3 separate regions of the Ovis aries genome follow, and regions 2 and 3 are each linked to region 1. A link is a contact called in public Hi-C data. All regions are on one chromosome and are shown on one strand. The core of a region is the stretch at or near the end of the contact, and the rest is flanking DNA. Distances in the headings are between cores, read along the strand shown.

Region 1 (4,470 bases), core at 91-2,590:
TCCTTGGCCAGCTTGATGTATACAGTTAGTGGCAGCAGGGGACTGAGTGCTTTGCTCCAATTCTAAAATCTCCAGCGATCTCTGCCTCTGGATCAGAAGCTACTACACCTTGAGACATGTTAGAACTGGACATGGAACAACAGACTGGTTCCAAATTGGGAGAGGAGTATGTCAAGGCTGTATGTTGTCACCCTACTTATTTAACTTATATGCAGTGTATATCATGGGAAATGCTGGGCTGGATGAAGCATAAGCTGGAATCAAAATTGCCGGGAGAAATATCAATAACCTCAGATATGCAGAAAACACCATCCTTATGGCAGAAAGCGAAGAGGAACTAAAGAGCCTCTTGATGGAAGTGAAAGAGGAGAGTGAAAAAGCTGGCTTAAAACTCAACATTCAGAAAACTAAGATCATGGCATCCGGTGCCATCACTTCATGGCAAAGAGATGGGGAAACAATAGAAGCAGTAAAAGACTATTTTCTTGTGCTCCAAAATCACTGCAAATGACTGCAGCCATGAAATTAAAAGATGCTTGCTCCTTAGAAAAAAAAGCTGTGAGGAACCTAGACAGCGCATTAAAAAGCAGAGACATTACTTTCCTGACAAAGGCCCACATAGTCAAAGCTATGGTTTTACCAGTAGTCATGTACGTATGTGAGAGTTGGACCATAAAGAAGACTGAGCACCAAAGAATTGATGCTTTCAAACTGTGTTATTGGAGAAGACTCTCGAGAGTCCCTTGGACTGTAAGGAGATCAAACTAGTCAACCCTAAAGGAAATCAATCCTGAATATTCATTGGAAGGACTGATGCTGAAGCTCCAATACTTTGGCCACCTGATGCGAAGAGCCAGCTCATCCTGATGCTGGGAAAGATTGAAGGCAAGAGGAGAAGGGACGACAGAGGATGAGATAGTTGGATGGCATCACCAACTCAATGGACAAGAATTTGAGCAAACTCCGGGAGATGGTGAAGGACAGGGAAGCCTGGTGCTGCAGTCCACGGGCTCGTAGAGTGGAGAAGGACTGAGCAAGCAACCAACAACAACGACTCCAGAGCGGAAGCCCGGTGAGGCCCGCCCCGCCGCGCCCCGCCCCGCCCCGCCGCGCCCCGCCCCGCCGCGCCCCGCCGCGCCCCGCCCCGCCGCGCCCCGCCGCGCCCCGCCCCGCCGCGCCCCTCCCTCCAGCCCCGCCCCGCTGCGTCCCGCCCTTCGCCGCGCAGCGCCCCGTGCCTCCGCCGCGGTCCGCCCACCGCCGCGGCCCGCCCATTGGCGCACCTCGCCCCGCCTCCACCACGCCCTCGCCCTCCGCGGCGCCCCGCTCTCGCCCCGCCTCCAGTCCCTGGTCCTGCCCCGCCCTCGTCCCGGTGCTCAGCTGGTTCGGCGCTCTGCGCCCCAGTGTCCAGGCCAGGCCCCCACCTCGGCAGGCTTCTGCGGTCGCCATGACGGCGGCCGTGTTCTTCGGCTGCGCCTTCATTGCCTTCGGGCCTGCGCTCGCCCTCTACATCTTCACCATCGTCACCGAGCCGTTACGCATCATCTTTCTCATCATTGGGTAAGGCGGTTGCGCCGGGAAACCTGGACCCGGGGCTCCCCTCCCCCGCCGGGGGTACCCGCGATCCCTGGCGCCCCACCAAACATCTCGATCACGTTGGGCTTTAGAGCGGAGAATGGTTGGCAGTGGGAGAGCTGAGACCCCTTCCGCTGGGACTTCTTGCCCTCCTCCGAGGGTCGGCGACCTCAGAGAGCGAGCTCACGTCGTGAAGGAGCTCACGCCGTGGGTCTCAGAAAACCCTGGCGCTTGGCTCGGTAGTCTTTGCCTAGGGTCCGTGGGTGGGCGTTCGTCATACATTAAAACTGTGTAAAGAATTGTGGATAACTTCAAATATGCATCTTTGATTTATTTGAAGAGAGCGCCCGTCAGATTCAAACAGGCATCTCTAATCCCAAGCTAGTTAAGAGCCCTTAAGCATCTGGGGATCAGGTGCTTTAAAACACACTCCTGCCCAATCCCTACCCGTGATCAACTGATCAAATGTCTAGGGGATGGGATTCGGACTACGCAATCTAAGAGACCCAGGTGACCCAGGTATGCGGCCAAAGGGTAAGAAGCCTGTGAAAACTCCGCATCACCTGTAGTGCATCTCTTTCCAGGAGCTTGGTCAATACTGAACTCCTGTGGCGAATGTGATCGTAATGCCAGTTTTCACCTGTCTGGCAGCTCTTACTGGAGCTTCCCCATGACCCTCTGTGCTGTTAAGTCTCAATTGGCATCAGGAGAAACGGCGAGGCCAGGCCAGTGAGTCCCACCTTTTCTGAACTTCTTCACCACTCACACTGTATTGAAAGTGCTGCATCACAAGAGTCATTTAAAAACCAATATAGAGGGACTTCACTGGTGGTCCAGTGGTTAAGAATCTGCCATTAAGTTCAGGGGACTCTGGTTCGATCCTGGTTGGGGAACCAAGATCCGACATGCCTGCTGCGGGGTAACCACACCTGCTGGCCACAACTAAGACCCTATGTGGCCAAGTAAAACAAAACAAAATACAATAGAGATTTGGGCAGAAAGTCTGTAAAGCTTGTTATAATCATTAAACTCCACAGGAATGTTGTAAAAACCAGACCTGGGAAACTGATCTAGATCAGAGCACAGGCTTTCAACATCTGGATTTTAAACAACTGTTCTGTTAATAGAGACATAGACATTTTCCTGGAAAAAATATTTACACATGAGTGGACAAAGCTTTAATTAGGAAGCTTAATTAGCAAATAACGAAATTTCCAGCCAGACAGTCCTTGGCAAATAGTCTTCAGATGTACTTACAAAAAGAAGGGTCACTGAAAAAAGTGATTTTTTAACGAAAAATTTCAAATTCCTCTTGGACTGCATGTTTGTTTCACCAGGGAAACTGCACATTGATTGAGAACAGTTGAACGTTTTCTGTCAGGAAATCTCTCTCTTCTCAAGCAGGGTTTTGTTTTTATTTTTATTTACTTATTTTATATGTAATTCTTTCAGCTGTAAGCAGCATCTCTTGGCTCTATACATTTTATTTATTTTTAACTTTTCACTTTGTTTTGGGCTGTAGCCAGTTACAATGTTGTGATAGATTAAGGTGAAGAGCAAAGGACTCAGCCATATGGATACATGTATCCATTCTCCCCCAAACCACACTGCTATATTTAAAACGAATAACCAGAACCTGCTGTGTATAGCACATGGAATCCTGCTCAGTGTTATGTGGCAACCTGTACATTTTATTATTATTATTATTTTTGCCATGTGATATGTGGGATCTTGTTCCCCAACCAAGAATCGAACCTGCTCTCCCTGCATTGGAAGCTCAGAGCCCTAACCACTGGATGACCAAGGAAGTCCCTTTTTTCTTTCCTGCCTTTAAATTGTTTTTCATCCTGTTCACTTATAACTTTTTTCCCTTCCAATTTTCAGAGCTTTCTTCTGGTTGGTGTCTCTGCTGTTTTCTTCCCTCATTTGGTTCACGACAGCAACCCTTATTGGTAACAAAGATGAACCAAGAGAGAAATATTTGCTGATTTTTGGAGTGTTAATCTCAGTCCTTATCCAAGAAATGTTCCGGTTTGCATATTATAAACTTTTAAAGTAAGTTAAGTGTTTGGTTTACTTTTTTCCCCCAGTGTTTTTTGAATTATTATGTAGTAATTTGAAACATTAATATGTTGTTGTATTTGAAGGTCCATGTTTTCCTACATAGTTCCAAGCCAGGGGATCATACATTTCTAGCCTGAAAATATTGAGTATTTTGAGTTGTGGGCCCTCATTCCTTCCTTCACTCGTTCAAAAAATATGTCTTGAGAATTTGCTTAATGCTGTGCACTGCTCTGGGTACTGGGGATACATCATGATTAAAAGACAGTCTCATGGTGGTACCTTATAGTGGAAAGAGACAACAAATGAATAAATAAGAAAATACATTGTATATTACAAGATAAGTGCCGTAGAGAAAAATAAAGGTAGAGAAAGTCATTGAAACAATAAGTACAAAAACTGTTCCAAATCAGAATTTTTATGTGCTTCTCTTTGACATCACCTAAAATAGATAATTCCTACGACAGTTATGCTTGCCATAATTTTGACTGTATTGGGGGAAACAGGTGTTCATTTTGTGATAATGTCATTTGATTTCATGTCTGTCATAGAAAAATACATTTTAAAAAAGTGGGCATGAGTTCCCTTTCTAGGCCAGAAAGTAGGTCATCTGTAGGATCCACGAGGAGCTCACGTGAAACCACTGTTTGAAAGCACAGCGTGAACTTGGAATAATATTTTCCTTCCGGCAGTAATGAGTTTGGCTTTGATTACGTAGTAATGCTTAGTTAGTAGAATGATAAATGTGCTGCTTTTTCATTTCTGCAAATGAGTTCATTAAAGCACTTTATGAATTGCAAGGGTGCAACCAAGACAAAAAGGACCTCAATAGCATCT
Region 2 (4,187 bases), core at 1,426-3,925, 150 kb before region 1:
TCCATCTCTTGGTTTACTTTTCTTCTATTTGGTTTCTGGGGCTCCCAGTCCAGAGACAGCTGAAATATTGCAGCTCTAGGCTCCTGCCTCACAGTGATAGTAAAAATCCTGCCACCATGTCTGCCAGCTGCTTGATTAAGTTGCCTCCTGCTGCTGCTGCTGCTGCTAAGTTAGTCATGTCCGACTCTGTGCGACCCCGTAGACGGCAGCCCAACAGGCTCCCCTGTCCCTGGGATTCTCCAGGCAAGAATACTAGAGTGGGTTGCCATTTCCTTCTCCAATGCATGAAAGTGAAAAGTGAAAATGAAGTCGCTCAGTCGTGTCCAACTCTTAGCGACCCCATGCCCTTGATTTTCATGGAGAACATCTATTCTTCATTACATTCACAGAAGCCATACTTTGAGTGTCCTCTCCCTACTTCTAAAACAGTAGAAGTCTGTGAGGATCTTGGCTTTTGCTCTCTATATGGCTCTCTGCTTCTGATTCAAGGAGAGGTGACATATATATAGTATAGTTTTTAAAAGAATGATAAAATGAGAATTTATTGTAACCACTATTGGCTGTCTTTTACATTCTTTATACTTTTCTCTCACTGAGATGTGCTTGGAGTAGTGGGGTCCCCTCTAACAGGAACCTCCAATACCATGGTGCCAGAGTACACCCTGTCCACTCTAACAGCAGGTGGTACTCCAGGGTCCTCAGTGAGTTTCACTGCAAAAACTTTTGGGTCCTAGGATAACCTGGTCTCTTCAGGGTTGTAGGCTTTATAAACAGCCCATCACTGTATAATTATTTAGCTCAAGGATCTTCTTACTAGATACGGTTACCATTATTGCCTTTTCCTTAAAATTAAATAATAGCTCTAGATGTTTGGGGTTCCCTGATGGCTCAGATGGTGAAGAATCTCCCTGCAATGCAGGAGACCCAGGTTTGATCCCTGGGTCAGGAAGCTCCATGGAGAAGGAAATGGCAACCCACTCCAGTATTCTTACCTGGAGAATTCCATGGACAGAGGAGCCTAGAGGGCTGCAGTTCATGGGGTCGCAGAGTCGGACATGACTGAGCAACTAACACTTTCATTTTTTTAAGATGTTCACAACTTTTTCTCTTGACAATAGCTTGTCAAGTCTGTGAATTCTCTCTACAAATTCCACGTATAAGGAAAGACAGGCTCATTTTATACATTGTATATGCTGCCCCAGTGCTAAGGTTTACAAGCTTTCAGAAATCCTTGGGAAATATATAAATATATTTATTATTTAAATAATTTGATTTAATACATATTAAATATTTTTATTTTTAAAAATACTATGATATTTTAAATATACCATATGTAATATATAAAAGATAATTATATATCCCGAAGTAATGAATGCTTATCTTCAAAATTAACATCTCATTAACTGTTCAGTTAGGATTATACTCCTTTTACATTTTATGGTAACCTGAGGTTAGGTTTCTTATTTCACAAGAACCTCTGATCATCTACAGCTGTCAGAGATCATACCTAACTACAAATTACATGATACTTTTGGATTAGAAGTTTTAAGTGCAAATTTTATTCACAGAATTTTTAACAGCATTTTTTTTTAATATGAGGCCTAGATACAACAATATTGTTATATGTTTGATGTGGTGTGAAGCTAGACTTTCAGAAGTAAGAGATTTTAAAGAGCCTCAGAGAAATGGAAGAAGCTGAAATGAGACATAAAGAATAGACATGACAAGAGAGGAAAAGGGTCCTGGGGAAAGGAGCTGCCTACTGAGCTGCTGCTGTGTGCCAAGCGCTGTTGCAGGAGCTGAAGATCTAAAGTAAGTCAGCCTGGTAAGAAATCAGATTAGTTGAGTGAAACAAAGCCTTAAGTGTTACTGAAAGTTATGACCAACCTAGATAGCATATTCAAAAGCAGAGACATTACTTTGCCAACAAAGGTCCATCTAGTCAAGGCTATGGTTTTTCCAGTGGTCATGTATGGATGTGAGAGTTGGACTATGAAGAAGGCTGAGCGCTGAAGAATTGATGCTTTTGAACTGTGGTGTTAGAGAAGACTCTTGAGAGTCCCTTGGACTGCAAGGAGATCCAACCAGTCCATTCTGAAGGAGATCAGTCCTGGGTGTTCTTTGGAAGAACTGATGCTGAAGCTGAAACTCCAATACTTTGGCCACCTCATGCAAAGAGTTGACTCATTGGAAAAGACTGATGCTGGGAGGGATTGGGGGCAGGAGGAGAAGGGGACGACAGAGGATGAGATGGCTGGATGGCATCACTGACTCGATGGACATGAGTTTGGGTGAACTCCGGGAGTTGGTGATGGACAGGGAGGCCTGGTGTGCTGCAATTCATGGGGTCGCAAAGAGTGGGACACTACTGAGCGACTGAACTGAACTGAACTGAAGATGTGCACATTGGGGCTCCAGGTGTGGAGAGAGCTCCTAGGGACGGGGCCTACGAACGCTTCTCTGAAGAGGCGACACCGGATCTAAGAGGAGGCAGAAGGGGGGAAACGAGGGGAGGGAGAAAGATGAAGAAATATCAAGAAAGAGACAGGACAAAGTTAAAAAAGGAAAAGAGGAAGGACTCGATGCTATCGGCGCTCCGCCCATCGTGCCTTGACTGCTAGGGCCCGAGCGCAGTCACCGCCCCCCTCCCTTCCCCGCCCTCCCATCCCTTCCTAGAGCCTCAGCCACCAGCCCGGCCTGTGGGAGCTCTGAAGCTGCCTGCTCGCCAGAGACACCATGTACCGGCTCCTGTCAGCCGTGACGGCCAGGGCCGCGACCACCGGGGGCTGCGCCTGGGGCTGTGGGCGGCGTGCGGTTCATCAGCGCGCTGGGCTGCCGCCACTCGGCCCCGGGTGGGTCGGGGGCCTCGGGCTGGGGCTGGGGCTGGCACTTGGGGTTAAGCTGGCCGGCGGGCTGAGGGGCGCATCCCCCGCGCCACCTGCCGCGGCCCCCGACCCCGAGGCCCCGCCTCAGGCCGAGCTGCTGCAGGCGCAGGAACAGCCCCTCGCCCCGTGGTCTCCGCAGACCCTGGCGCCGCCGCACGCCAGACACTTCGCCAGAGCCATCGACAGTAGCCGCGACCTCCTGCACAGGATCAAGGTGGAGCGACCGGGGGTGTAGGCAGCCGGGAACCCGGCGCCCCACCCCCGGCGTCACCCCGGAGTAATGAGGCCCCTTGGTGGTTATCCTTCGGGGCGAGAGGACCCCATCCCGGGCGGCGGGATGCCGGCTGGTGGCGAAAAAGACTTCCCGTTTCCCGTTCTCCCGGCCATGGTCAGAAGCTGTTGGGAGGTTGCCCCAGTCGGGGCGGAGGTCAAGGTCCGCCTCGGGGACCGCCCCTTCCCCCTCAGGGTGCCCAGCAGGCACACCCCTCACCGTTAGCGCCCGGCCGGCCGGAGCGGAGGTGGGCGGGGCCCGGGGAGAGGGGGCGTGGTGGGGCGGGGCCGAGGGAAGCCCTCGAGGAAGGCGCAGGCGGATTTCGGACTGTCTTTGAGCTGTGCTCTTGAACTATGCTCTCCCCTTGGCTCTTAGGATGAGGTGGGCGCACCTGGCATCGTAGTTGGAGTCTCTGTAGATGGAAAAGAAGTCTGGTCAGAAGGTAGGCTCAGAATAGCTTTATTTATTGGCTTATTTTCTGCCAGTCGGTGAATAAAATCTTCCATGAAGTGGAATACATACTTCAGAGAAAAGTGTCTAACAGAATAAAGAATTGGACTTTATTCTGTGTTGGAATAGAATAGCAAGGCTTAAAATATGACTGATGAATAAAATGGAGTCTTAAAGATGGGTTGTTTCTACCCCCACTTTCTTAAAAGACTGAATTTATTGCTTTCAAAGTTGTGTATAAAACAGTCTGTTAACTGCACGTTTGTAGATAACCCTTATGATTAAATAAAACATCAGAATGTAGTGGTTTTCCTTTTTAATTCAGTCGATTTATGAGTCCTCTGTTGTGTAAAATGCACAGTACTAAGAACTGGGGATATACATGATTCCTTTTTGTCAACGAGTTTACAATCTACTTTCTTTGTTTTTGACTATACGGGGATGTCAGCTATATTTTCAGAAAAAGCTAGCAACTTGGGAAGATAGATTTCTAGTCATTCTGTGATACTTTTATCAAAGAATTTTGTAATTTGGTTTACTTTTCCATTGTGCACAAACTGGTCCAACTCATCACAGAAGGT
Region 3 (4,278 bases), core at 874-3,373, 250 kb before region 1:
GTTTCTCTAGTTCAGTTGCCTCATTTTATAAATGAGAAAACTGAGGCCGAGAGACAAGAGATGACTTGCCCTCTGCCACCCGAGCAGCCACAATTTACTGAGTACTTTGCTATGTGCTAGACAAAACGCTTTTCATTCTTTATCTCATTTTCATTCTTGTAACAACCCTAAGAGGGAAGAATTTGTATACCTACCTTACAGAACAGAAAACTGAAGCTTAAAGAGATTATAATGTGGTTAAGGCCATCTTGCAAGGAGGTAGCCAGGCCAAGTTTGGATTCCAGGGTCTAACTCTGGGGTCCCTACGCATAAACCTTATGCTGAGCTCCAAGCTGGGAAGTCAGCTCCCTGGGGTCCACACATCTGTATATGACCCAGAGGCCTTGAACTCTGTCAGTGTTCCAGTGGCTGGGTTCACATGTGGCGATTAAAGGGTCCTGGTGAATTTCTATACCATGCAGTGCCTGTGCACACAAATCTAGTGTTCTCACCATTAGGTCAGGGTATATTTTTTCCCCCCTCCTGGGCAGTTGGGTCAGTGGAAGAAACCTGATAAAATCCTGGGAGGAACTTGATCATTCTCTGAAGGACTTACAAGATGTTTGACCTGCCTGATCTGCTCAGATACCGTCCAGGGAATATTCAGTATCCATGTAGGACAGGTTGTGAATTATTCTGTGGGGACTGTTAACAAGACCCAACAAGACCCTCACCAGCTCTGCCTCAGCCAGTATCAAGCAGGGTTTGGGAACAGCCCTTTCTTCCCTTCCCATCGAAAGTCTGAAAAGAGCAGGCTTTTCCCCATGGGGACTGGGAGGAGTAAGAGTTATAGGAGGAAACCCTCCTACCTCTGAGCAAAGCTTGCTGTACAGAGCAGGGCCTGTTCCCTCCTCAGAGTTATAGCTGTGGATACAATGACTTGGCTGGGATAACATTTATCCCTGTGTTTTAGTAACCTAGTACCTGAGTGCCTAACATGGAAAGAGGCCAACTCGCTAAACTCAGTGCAAGGAAAATGATTAAAAGTTAGATCTGGTGGCATCATAGGGATCATCTACCCCTCATCCTCAGGTTTAAAGATGTAGCACAGAGGCCAACTGGCTTGTCAAGTTGTTAGAGCTTGTCAACTCGCTTGTCAGAGCTGCTGGTGAGAGAGACCAAAAAACTAAGTTGCCTGACTCTAAACTCAATAGCCTTTCCCGTTAAACTCGCAAGCTCCCACCCACACACCAACAAACACACCCCACCCTTTGGGGAAGTACCACACACAGGCACACACAGAACCGAGTCCTATGTCCCTCCTAAGGTATACAACTGTCTTTCCCCTGGGGGACAGAGAACCGCATAAGACAGATTTGCAGACGTTCTGGCCCGCACCAGCAGACATATACAGCACCCCAGGTCTCCCTCCAACTTGTTCTTTCTCTGCTCCAGTTGAGTTTCCAGAACATGAAAGCCAGCCCGTGCTGACACCCTGTAGGCAGGGCGGGCGCCGGGAGCGCATGGGCCTGGACACCATCGCGGTGGCTGCGGGGACCCCAGGTCCTGATGCTTAGCGAGCCGCTGGGTCTGGCGGCCCAGAAAGCGACGCGCATCCTCTACCTGCCCGGCTCGCTCCTCAGGCCTCCTGTGACTTAGGACGGCTCGGCTGGGGACCCTAGAGCCGGAGCGTGAACCCCGGGAGGAGGGGGCGCAGAGGGCGGAGGGAAGTACCCGGGCCCCCGGTCCGGGAGAGGCCCCAGTGCCCTCTCCCTGGCGTGCAGGTTTGGAAAACTGGAGGCCTCGCCCGGCGGCTGCCTCGGCTGGCTGCTCGGGTCCCCATATATAGTCATATCCACCGTCAACTGGGAGGCCGGCAGGCGGCAGCGAATGGGCGAGCAGCCCCCGCGGGAGCAGCGGGGAGGGCGCGGGGGGCGGAGGGAGGAGAAGGGGGAAAGGGGGCAGGAGAAAAAAGCTCTTCCAAAAAAGTATTGGCTGTCTTGAGGAATGCGGTCGCCCCCTTGGGAAAGTACATATCTGGGAGCAGCAGGCGGCTCGGCGCTCGCACTCCGGCTCCGCCGCTTCACCGCGCGCTCGCCTCCCTGCTCCCGCCGCAGCCCCAGGGCCCCTCGCCGCCGCCACCATGGACGCCATCAAGAAGAAGATGCAGATGCTCAAGCTCGACAAGGAGAACGCCTTGGATCGAGCGGAGCAGGCGGAGGCCGATAAGAAGGCAGCGGAGGACAGGAGCAAGCAGGTCTGCGCCTCCCAACCGTGCGCCCGGGGGTCGCCCGCGCCCCGCCCGCCCTGGGGCCCGGAGCCCCGGGACCCGGCCTAGCACCCCTTCCTGGCCCCTCACCCCGAGGACTCCGGGAGCCACCCCCACTCCAGGGCGCCTGAGAAGCGGGAGGGGAAGAGCAGGACTGGCTTATTCTAACTTTTTCTCTTACCTGGGGACGCTTATTTCCCTTCTCCGGTTGCCGGAGACCGTCAAGTCCCATCAAGTGCTAGAGGCACTTGGTTCTGAGGATCAGAAAACAATTTTGGATCTGGGGGTGGGGGAGAGGAGGAGGGTTGAAGGGAATCAAGTCCAGAAAGTGTTCGAAGTTCTTCTGGACTTTTGACCGGGGGAGATAAAACCTTCAACTGGGGGAGGGAGGAAGTCAGGGAGGGGGGAACGACAGTCACGGAGGTTTTTTTTTTTTGGTTAAAACAAAGATGGGACAGAAGAGAGTGTATGGCGGGCGCGGAATCGGGGGCCATCCATTTATTCTGCAACGCCAAGTTGTGGCCTTGAGCCCGCTGAGACCTCGGTAGGAGTGTCGTCCCCGGGAGCGGTGGGGGGTATGAAGTAGCCTCGGGACAAGAGGAGGTTACCTAGGGACCCTTGAACCCCAACTCGGTGGCGCCCCAAAGCTGAAGGGCCCCAGCCAACCCGGTGCCCGTGTTGTGTGTGTGTGTCTAACACCCGGTCCGTGCCGGCCGCCCGCGCCCGCCCGCCGCCGCCCCCCAGCTCGAGGAGGACATAGCGGCCAAGGAGAAGCTGCTGCGGGTGTCGGAGGACGAGCGGGACCGGGTGCTGGAGGAGCTGCACAAGGCAGAGGACAGCCTCCTGGCCGCCGACGAAACCGCCGCCAAGGTACCCCGGGCGCGCGCGGCGCGGCGCACGAATGGCTAACTCTGTCTCTCTCTCTCTCCCTCCCTGTCTTTCCCTTTCTCTCTCCCGCTGTCCCTGTCCTTCTGGCTCTGTGCACCCACAACCCTCCCTTGCGGGATCACGCTGCCTGCCGCACCCCCCACCCCGTCCCGTCCCCGTCCCCCACGGCCAACTCCCAGCTGGAAGATGAGCTGGTGTCGCTGCAAAAGAAACTCAAGGCCACCGAAGATGAACTGGACAAATACTCCGAGGCTCTCAAAGATGCCCAGGAGAAGCTGGAGCTGGCGGAGAAAAAGGCCACCGACGTAAGTGCACGCACACACTGCCCCCCTCACCTCCTGCCCTTGGGGCCTGCTCTGGGGGTCATCACAGGGGCCGGAAAACCATGGAGGAGGGTCACCTCCTCTCAGCTGGACACGTGCGCACAGCCTGCCATGGCCCAGAGCACTGGACGCTGCCCTCAACTGCTACTGCACAGTTCATTTTTATTTCATCCATTCCTCTCTCTTTTTTCTCCTTCTTTCTTCACCCCTGGGGTTGGAGGGGGTGGGGGTGGTGAGAATCTGGGAGAACACGGCAACTGAAATTGGACTCTGGAAGTGAACCCTTCCCTGTGGTGGCAGAAAACCTCTGAGGTGTCATCACCAAGGTTTGTGCAAATAGAATGCCTAGTTTTCTCCGTTTTCTTTTTGCCATCTCTGGTGGGTGGGAAGGCCTGGTTTTCAGTGACCAATCTAGTCAGGATTCAGAGGACCTGGCCTCTGTATTGAAAGAATGACATAGCGCGTGCTACTTATTCTGAGAAGGTTAAGCTTGATGGTGGGCCTCAGAAACCCTTGAGGCCTCCTTACCAGGGAAGTCTTAATCCAGCCCTTCAGATCTGCCTGGGAAGATGATACTTGCTTGAGTCTGCACTCTGAGGGCACTAGATCCAGAAAGTAAGCTGGGAGTTATATATAGCTCAGTGCTTTATATGGTATAGTGTGCTAGCTGCCCCTGGTTCCCCTGCTCGCCCCGCCCCGACCTGCCAGCCTCCGACAGCCACCACATAGTCTCGAGGATGATGCATACACCACAAAAGCTCTGCCAGTATTTTGTCCACTGCCCTCTGAAATCTCTTCTAGCTGAAGAGCTTGCCTCTT

The links. Hi-C and Micro-C count contacts between places; a contact is called where the count stands out from the background.
Region 2: a Hi-C map of liver shows a contact between it and region 1, with 2.7 times the contacts expected there. The contact joins the promoter of LACTB here to the promoter of APH1B in region 1. A contact is called at or near these places in 2 of 16 Hi-C or Micro-C datasets (hypothalamus and liver).
Region 3: a Hi-C map of muscle shows a contact between it and region 1, with 4 times the contacts expected there. The contact joins the promoter of TPM1 here to the promoter of APH1B in region 1. A contact is called at or near these places in 2 of 16 Hi-C or Micro-C datasets (muscle and tail adipose tissue).

Annotation. Positions count from the first base shown.
Region 1 is chr7:44,959,930-44,964,399 of ARS-UI_Ramb_v3.0, reverse strand. It overlaps APH1B (aph-1 homolog B, gamma-secretase subunit), which reads left to right and starts at 1,340. Exons shown (of 7, transcript XM_060417837.1): 1 at 1,340-1,557; 2 at 3,457-3,627. The coding sequence starts at 1,445.
Region 2 is chr7:45,111,308-45,115,494 of ARS-UI_Ramb_v3.0, reverse strand. LACTB (lactamase beta) reads left to right here and starts at 2,675. Exons shown (of 6, transcript XM_015096997.4): 1 at 2,675-3,099; 2 at 3,532-3,598. The coding sequence starts at 2,737.
Region 3 is chr7:45,205,930-45,210,207 of ARS-UI_Ramb_v3.0, reverse strand. TPM1 (tropomyosin 1) reads left to right here and starts at 2,123. Exons shown (of 9, transcript NM_001126351.1): 1 at 2,123-2,236; 2 at 3,316-3,441. The coding sequence starts at 2,123. LOC132660183 (a long non-coding RNA gene) reads right to left here and starts at 2,593. Exons shown (of 2, transcript XR_009601486.1): 1 at 2,430-2,593.